Linked DNA regions of Cricetulus griseus: region 1 is linked to region 2. A link is a contact called in public Micro-C data. All regions are on one chromosome and are shown on one strand. Each heading gives the region's core, a stretch centred on a gene start, on an enhancer-like site or on the middle of the called end of the contact. The rest is flanking DNA. Distances are from core to core; before and after follow the strand shown.

The links. Hi-C and Micro-C count contacts between places; a contact is called where the count stands out from the background.
Region 1: a contact with region 2 is called in a Micro-C map of the CHO-K1 cell line, with 2.3 times the contacts expected there. The contact joins two enhancer-like sites. A contact is called at or near these places in 3 of 8 Hi-C or Micro-C datasets (the CHL-YN cell line, the CHO-K1 cell line and fibroblasts).

Annotation. Positions count from the first base shown.
Region 1 is chr2:397,823,824-397,828,232 of CriGri-PICRH-1.0, forward strand. No RefSeq gene overlaps it. Among named protein-coding and RNA genes, the nearest start is that of Krt80, 19 kb to the left of the region's middle. Within about 2 kb of position 1,623, at least 3 of the 6 cell types and tissues checked have open chromatin away from gene starts, as enhancers often do. A contact at or near this core is called in the CHO-K1 cell line and fibroblasts, where this site is marked.
Region 2 is chr2:397,790,103-397,794,399 of CriGri-PICRH-1.0, forward strand. Krt80 (keratin, type II cytoskeletal 80) reads right to left here. Exons shown (of 9, transcript XM_035440896.1): 5 at 511-675; 6 at 5-130. Among named protein-coding and RNA genes, the nearest start is that of Krt80, 15 kb to the right of the region's middle. Within about 2 kb of position 1,584, at least 4 of the 6 cell types and tissues checked have open chromatin away from gene starts, as enhancers often do. A contact at or near this core is called in the CHO-K1 cell line and fibroblasts, where this site is marked.

The sequences.
Region 1 (4,409 bases), core at 373-2,872, 34 kb after region 2:
GGCTATGGCTGATGGTGATGTATGCCTACGTGCTCCCTTTCCCCTGATTTTCTGCCTTGCTCTGTGTCTGTCTAGTCCTTCTCTTCACCTTTCTCTTCACCCCCTCACCACCACTCCTCTCCAGCTTCTTTCTCATCTCTCTTTCCCAGCCATCTTTGAACGTTCTCTTCTTCCCTTTCCTGCCTCCTCCAGTTCTTTCATCTCCTCCTGGGTTTCAGTCTCCCTGAGTTCAAGCTGCCTGCCGGGGTAGGCGATTATCCCATATCCTGCAGGCATCCAGGTTACCAGCATGTCCTTCTCCTGCTGCCTCAAGGATGGCTGGGTCCTAATCTTCAGCCAAGTGGTGCCACCTGCTGCCCACCTGGTTCTCTGGTAGGGTTGAGGGGGAGTTCCTCAGGTTGCCTTCATCCTTCCTGTCTTAGAGAGTCCAGGCCTAGGGCAGAGAACTTGACAGTGACTCCTAGAGGTGAGGTTGGGGATTGCAACTTCTGGGCAGCTGGGCCCCCTTCCTGCTTCTATTCTAACTCCAGAATTCTGAAGGTCTCAAATGGCATGTGTGGCTTGCAGTATGCACTAGTGTGTGAACCCTTGGGCTTGCACGTGTCTGGTGTGTGTGTGTGTGTGTGTGTGTGTGTGTGTGTGTGTGTGTGTGTGTGATCTGAGTGTTTCCTGCTGGAATTCACCCTAGGCTTCTGTGTCTGACTGTAGCCTGGGGACTTAGGGGCACTGGAGCAACTTGGAGACCCATGGGTACCCGAGGGCTGAGGATAGTGAGGGCTTGTACTGGGTGCCTGTGGCACATACCTGTGAGGGCCTAGCTGCTTGCCTGAGTTAGGCAGATGTGCACACCTGTGTTTTCACAATGCTCGTGAGTGAGATAAGCCCCTAAGAAGGCCTTTGTTGCCCTGAGGACACTTGAAGGCTGTGAGGAGGGTTAGGGGAAGCAGTGTGTGCCTTTCTGGTTCTGGGGCAGGGCTGATGAAGTGGTAAGCACTTAGATATTTTTAAGCTTTTAAAGAAATGCCAGATTGGCTTAGGACATCACGAGTCCCCAGTCACTTAATTCTGACTCAGTGGCCACCTAAAACCACAGGAATGAGAAGAGCTAGGTTGCCCCCACGCCTCTCCCACCCACCCACCCACCACCCCAGCAGGGCTGGGGCCAAGGAATGCAAGGACACTTCCCTGTGAAGCACCTTCTGGGTGCAGCCTGTGCTTTGGACTATGCTAGCCCCACCCAGTGGCTGAGCTGGGGCTACAAGAATCTTATCATGAAGTCTGCTGCCAGATGCCCAATTCTGCAGCTAGGCCTGGCTTCTTCAGGAGAGCTGAGTGGGCTTTCTGTAGGTGGTCCTCTTTGGTCTTCACTTTCCTTTTTTTTCTAAAAAAGGGAAGATGCCTCCCATCTTCCACTCACCTCCCTAGGGTCATTATCCATGGGAAACGTGGCCACGTGCCTGGTGTGTGGCACATAGGAAGTTTTCAGGAAGTGATAAGTGGGTCTTTCTTGAGAGCTGGCAGTTGCCACAAACCCTTTCCCCAGCATCCCTGAGATGAGATGTGAGTCAGTTGTGGCTGGGTAGCCAGAACACCCAGGCTCCCATTCTGGAAGCATGAGTCAGCTCAAGTTAGGGAGGAGGGAGGTCACACTTGGGTCAGATGCTAGACCCAGGCTGGAACAGATACATGCCTGGCTGTCGTCATATCGTGATGCCCATTGCCAGTTCCTGGATCCCTGAGTACCCCATTAGTGAGGGTTCAGGATGGACTGACACAGGCTCTGTGATATGCACATGGTTTTCAGACAGAAGAGCTGGCAAAAGGCTTTACAATCCCAAAGGCTTCCCTGTGACAGCTGCTGTTTTATCCCTGGGCTGGTTCAGCCTGAAGACCCTCTCTCACTGGCATCAGAGTTCCAGGACTTGTCCTGGGGCACCCTTGCCTCGTTCCCCTAGTGCTCCATCCTTTATCTAGGTTAGTACATCCCATCAGGACCCAGATGCATATCCCTGGGTTTGGTGAACATTTGTAGGGAGGGCATTCCTGTTAACCATTTCTTCTAATCACTCCCCTCTGATAGGGAGTAAGTCATTGCAGTAAACCAGGCCTGTTCAGTACAATGGACAGTGCCTGAGGGGGGCTGGTGGCCCAGTCTCTGTACCCAGCAGTGCCTGCTGTTTTAGCCTCTCTTCTATATCTCTTTAGTGCATGGCTTCTCATCCTAGGAGCCATGGTTTGTATGAGGCCAAGAGCTGGTCAGTTCTTCCAGTGTTATCCAGCCTTGTCTTTTCGGACATCCACAGAGTGAATGATCCTACTTCTTCTATCAAGTGTCTTGGAGAGGCCTGTGTAGGCTGAACAAGGTAGGATGAGGGATGGTGACAGGCCTCCCTTTGCCTTCCAGGCATGCAGACAAAAGCACTGAGCACACGCCTACACAGGAACGTACAGGCAGGGTGTGGTGGCTCACGCCTGTAATCCGGGACTCTGGGGCTAACGCAGGAGGACTGTGAGCTCCAGGCCAGCTCGGATTATACAGTGAGACCCTGTCTTGAAAACAACAACAACAAAAACAGAACAAAACAAAACAGCAGACCAGAATAGAACAAAACCATTAGAAAAACAAGATGGTGGGAGTGATTCGTTACTGCAGTCATAGCACTGGACAGGCCAAGGCAGGAGTTTGAAGCCCATATAGGCTACATATAGGGTTTGAGGCTGGTCTGGTCTCAGTCTAAAACAACAACAACAACAACAACAAAAACCACACACAAACAAATGGAAACTTCAGAAGCTTCCTTCCCCAACAAAACAAAAGACAAATCAGCCCACGGAGAAATATTCATCCACTGGATATCCTCTATGGATTGGCCCTTGACAGGCACTGGGAGGTAGCAGACACATGGGGAGGCATGATGTTGAATTTGCTCAGGCCTGTGGATAGCAGCTCACAGACACAGATACACCTTGACAGACATTTAGTTCTTTACCATCCTTGTATGTCTGAGGTGGGGTGGGTGGTGGGTGGTGGGGCTCACTATGTAGCCCAGGCTGGCCTTGAACTATCGATCTTTCTGTCTTAGCTTTCTGGGTGTGACACTGTGATCTATACTGCCAGGCCAGTCTATTTTTCCTTTCTGTAAAACTACCCCAGAGAAAAATGAAATGTTAAGTTTTACAAAATATGGACCAGCAGCTTGGCTGCCTGGAGAAGGGGATGCCCCCACTTCACTAACTCTTGGTCTCCAGCCATTAAACACTCATCCTGAGGGAGCACATTTGGTTTCACTAACTACAGCATTTGATCCCTGCCTTGTCTGGAATAGCAACACTAGGGATGTGGCAGAGAGGTCCAAGGACAATGAGGTTTGGAGACTTAATTAAATGCGTATTTATTGTTATTCTCAACCTGATGTGACCAAGCCAGTGGGCAAAGGCTTTGATTACTGTCTCCCTTCTTCCAACCTTCACCTTCTCTGAGCTACTGGGCCTGAGGGAAGGCCTTGGCCACTGTGGGGTGTGGGAAGAACCTGGCTTGCTTCTCTTCTTCCAGGCCCCAGAGGCCATGGGCTTGTTGAGTGCTTAATGCTGAAATTCCTCACTTAAGCCTTGAGTGTGGCCTTGGTCCAACTCTCCCCAGCCAAGCCTTGGGTCTGAACCTCTGGACAGACAGCTGTGTGCCCAGCCCACGCCTGGCACCCTGTCCCCGACAGTCAAGGTGAACAGGTTTGGCTGCCTGAGTTGGCTGTAGCCTTTGCTTTTAGTGAGACAAATGAAGTCTGAGTTTTTGGTGACAGCTGATGAAGTCGGAACCTGGTGGTCCTTACCTAAATATTACATGTGTATTTCCTATAATCATTCTCTCACTTAGTTACAATTCAGCAATTTAATATTGATGTGTTACTGCACCTGATTGTCAGACCTCATTCAAGTTTTACCAGTTGGCCCAATAATGCCCTGTACATAGCAAGAGGGACGGGCGCACACTCATCTATTGCTGCATTAGGCTGACCCTTCTCCTTCTAACTCCTTTCCCTCCCCTGCTCTCTCCTCCCCTCTCTCCTTTCCCTTCTCCTCTCCTCCCCTCCCCTCTTTCCTCTCCCCTGCCTCTCCTCCTCCTCCTCACACCTCTCTCTGCTGGGGACCAAACCCAGGGCCTTGTCTATATCCTTGTTGGTAAAACGGTACAGTATTTGCCTATAAGCCCTTTCTTCTCCCTTCATCCCTTCCTCCTTCCCCCTCCCCCCTTCCCTCTGCCTCCCTACCTCTCTATTTTGTGCTGGGGATTGAAACCAGGGCCTTGTGCTTACTAGGTAAGTGCTCTTTCACTGAGCCATACTTGTAGCTCACAGTCACTGGATCTTGTAAGAAATTTTTTAACCGGGGAAAATTTCTCCATCTTGACATTC
Region 2 (4,297 bases), core at 334-2,833:
TCACATGGCTCTTGATGGAGAGGATCTGAGACCGCAGTTTCTGGATGCGCACGTTGAGGTCTGCGATCTCACAGCGGCTGCTTTGGAGGCTGCTCCCGAACTCTGCTGAGCGAGCAGCTCGCTCCTCTAGCTGCAGGGGTGTGGAAGAGGGATGGTGAAGTGTGGTCTGACGCAGCCCCTCACCATCCCTCCCAGCCTCATCTCTACTGTCCATTCCCACCTCCCTCTGCAGCCCTATGTGTTCCCCTGGTGGCTTCCTCCTGGCTGCCCTGGGTAAGCTATACCCACACCTGGCTGGTATGATGGTAATACTGTGACCCTCAGGGAAGCACCCCCTGCCTGCTGTCCCTGGAGCCCTGCAGGTTTCTGGCTCTCACATTTTCCATGCTGCCTGTGGGCTGAAGGCTGCAATCCTCCCTGCATGTGCTCCCCACTACTCCCAGAGCCACAAGGCCTCAGCCAACTCCTTTCTAGTCCTTCCTGTCTCTCCCTACATAGTCAGTTCCTAACCTGGCTCCGTGAATAGGCCTCAGCCTCCTCCAGGCTTCGAGCAGCAATGGCATCATACTGGGCCTTCACCTCCTCCACAATGCCACTCAGGTCAATGTGGCAGCGGCTGTCCAGGCCCACGGTCACCGACACATCCTTCACTTGGGCGGTAAGGTCTTTCAGCTCCTGCAGCACATTAAGTGAGAGGCTCAGGGTTAGTGGGGGAGGACTTAAGGTCTGTCAGCTACCCACAGTCCCTTTGTCCCCTCAGGAGGTGGAGACTATGCTCCCAGCTGCGAATTCCCAGGAAGTTAGGTGGTGCTTACTGCCCTCTCTGACTTTGATACCCAGGCTGGGACCTCTACTCCTGGCTGGTGTTGAGGTGGAGTGGGGGGCAAGCCCCTCCACTGTATCTTGGCCTCTGCTTCCCTATTGGATAGAGAGCCCCAAGAGCCTGGCAGGGTCACCTTGAGCTGTGGGCCCTTGATGGGACATACACATTCACTGGATGGGACCAGAGAGAATGGAGAATGATGCTATCCAGGGTGGGGCTAGAGGCTGGTGAATCCTTGGGAAAATGGGTTTGAAAAGCTCTGGATTCAGATGCAACTCTGCTATCAGAGTCATCTGTCTCCAGGACCCACTGACAGTAGTCAGTCCCTCCCTCGCACTCCAGGCCTGACAGTGTAGCATGGTGTGCTTGTCACAGTACAATCTAGTGTGCTTGTCCCCATAGTTTATCCTTCCCTGATCATAGGGGGTGGCAGAGGCACCCTCAGCAGGAGCAGGGATCTACCTAACTGTGCTCTGTGTCACCTTGGAGCACCGAGGAACTAAGAAGTCTAGCTGTGTTTGTAGCACCAGGCTGACTTTCCACTGTCCTAGCTGATTTTCCTGTGGGAAGGCTTAGGGCTAAATAGAGAGACAAGTGGTAACAAGGGTCTCTCAGGGGCTGCAAAGTGTTGCCACAAGCCTGGGCTGCTTCCTCTGGAGGTGCTAAACAATAATCCAGGCTTTGTGGGGCCTCGGGTGGGAGGAGGAGCAGACTGTGAGTGTGGCTGCCAGCACTCCTCAGAGAGAGATGAGTCAGCAGGCCACAGAGGGACAGGCAGGGAGCCAGGGAGAGGTGGCTGTGGCTCACTCTGTGGCTGTAGGGCCTGGACCGTCATCTCCTCTGGCATTCGCAGACCCCTGTCTCTGTTTTCATCACCACTCTCCTGCCCGTGTTTCTGGCTGCTGACAGCCTCATTCCCTTTTGAAACTCCAGAGACAGGATCCAAACCGGGTGAGGGGATGCGTACCACTAGAAGTCTTCAGTTGTCCACTCCATTTTTTTCTTTAACGTTTTTCTTATTAAAATGCATAGTCCCCCAGGGTCTGAATTTTTTCCTGTGCTGATGTGCAACATAGCCTTCAGTTTGTCCCAGGCTTCAGTGAGCTGGCACTTGGATCTAGAAGCTTGCTTAGGTCCTAGTTCAGCTGGTTCACTCATGGCCACTCACCCTGGCCGTGGTACATCACTTTTGGGACACCCCTCCCCCATTCATCTTTATGTCTAGAGAGGTTGTGTGGAGCCCCTGGTAGGGGCTGGAACTTCTTTCTAGTGGCTTGTACTTGATCGTGAAGATTCAGATGGACCTTATGGACAGCAGAGGAAGCCTTTCTCATTTGCTTGTCTGCAGCGTCGCCCACTAGCAATTCTTAGAAAAGGAAGCTCGGGTGCTGCAAGCATTCCGGAGGCCCTCTCGAGCTGGCAGGACCAAACTCAGGGACTAGTAGCTGTGGGTATCTTTGATTGATCTTCAGGTGAACTGACTGTAAGTCTCTGGGCAAAGGCAGCCTGGAGCCCTGACTGGAATCAGGCCAGTGGTCACCACAGACACACCAACATTGCACACTGTAAATGGGCACCTGCTAGGGCAGTTTTAGAGATGTGGTTCTGGGGATCCCCTTCTGGTCAGTCTGTGGAAATCAGTGAATACGGATCCGGGATTGAGCCCCGTACCGCCCAGGCCAGGTCTAAGTTGGCATCTGGCCCAGGAAAGCCCAGAGATATGGCCAGAAGATGCCACAAAGGACAGGATAGCCAACATGGATGCACCACATCAGACCCTTGCTACAAAGAAGCCGGAGAGGCAGGAGTGAGATAAACAGAAGCAGGAAGTGGTGTTCAGAACAACTGCATGCCTGTCCAGACATGCTGGCTCCTCCAGGAACGAGGGTATAACAAAGCTCACTTGTGTGGTGAGGTGCCACCTTGGGGTGGGCCCCTGACACCCCAAGTTGGCAAGAATTGCACCATAGTACAGTTTGGAGTTTCCCTAGGGAGCTGGAGTTGGAGGAGGCTGCTGTGTGTCTATCTACCTTACAGTATTCTCCATGGGGGTGATGGGAGTTGCTTGGTAAAGTTGCTCTTAAAGGCACTGTATTCTGTATGCCACCACCTTGGATTCCTTAGATAACTCTGATCAAGTTTTAAAACCCATTTGAGGCTCCATCTGTAAAGTGAGTGCAAAGTCAGAACTAAGAACAGCTAACGCTTTTTAAATGTTTACTTCATGGCAGACATTATCCTAAGTGGTTTAAGGTCTATTAGGAACTAATTTCAGGGCTGGGGAGGCAGCTAAGTGAGCAAAGCACTTGCTAGGCAAGCACAGGGACTTGAGTTCAAATCTCCAGAACCCATGTAAAGCTGGACACCTAGTCCTCCTGCTGCTAAGGGATGGGAGACAGAGACAAAAGTGTCACTGGATGATGGAGGGCCAGCTAGACCATCATACTCAGCTTTGAACAACAAAGTGGAGAGCCTGTCTTAACAAGGTGAAAGGTGAGGTTTCTCCCAGAGGTTATCATCTAACCTCCATAGTCATACAACGACGTGCATGCATGCACACACACACACACACACACACACACACACACACACACACACACACACACACACACACACACACTCAGAGGCCAGCACAGTGCAGTATTCTTCTTTATATTTTATAGACAGGGAGATTGAAACAACCTGCTCTGGTTCCCAGAGTTACCGAGCCAGATGTTAAATCTGGGCTGCTCTAAAATCTGTACTCATTGATTGTTACCCAAATCCACAGAGTTTTCATGAGCACTCTGAGCAGGGCTTCTGGGTGTGGCAGTCAATGTTCAGGCTGGATGCATGCACGTTCCATGCAGACTGTAGATCTAGTCAGTGGGAACCATCCAACCATGTGGGAAGGGGCTTGTAGGCATCTAGCTATGTGTTTCCTGATGCTGGAGAGGGGAGGGGACTCCCTTTTTGCTGGGACATCAATAGGATATAGATCTATACTTCTAGGCTTTTCTGATCGGACCCACAGTTGAAATTCAAGTGTCCAGTCCTCTGTGGGCTAGCCACAATCCACTGTGCTCTCTTGTCGTGAGAGGAAGCTGTGTGGCTTATACCTTCCTTTGCTCAGGCCTGCTCTGTCCAGGAAGGGAGCCACTCATTATCACTGGCCTTGGAGCATGTGGGATGTGACACATCTGCCTGAGATGAGCCATTGTGAGTGAAAAACGTGCTTCAGATTTTAAACCTTTTGACTGTGTGTTTCTTTTTCTTTTTGAGACAGCTCTCATGCAACCCTTTCTGGCCTGGAACCCACTGTGTAGAAGAGGGCCTTGAACCTTTGCTATTCCTGCCTGTCTCTTCTGAGTGTTGGGATTAGAGGTGTGCCCTACCATGCCTGACTCTGAACATTTAATAAGAGGAAGAAAAGTAAAATAGTTCACTAATATTTATACTGATTACAAAGCAAAATACTCATACTTTGGATATGTA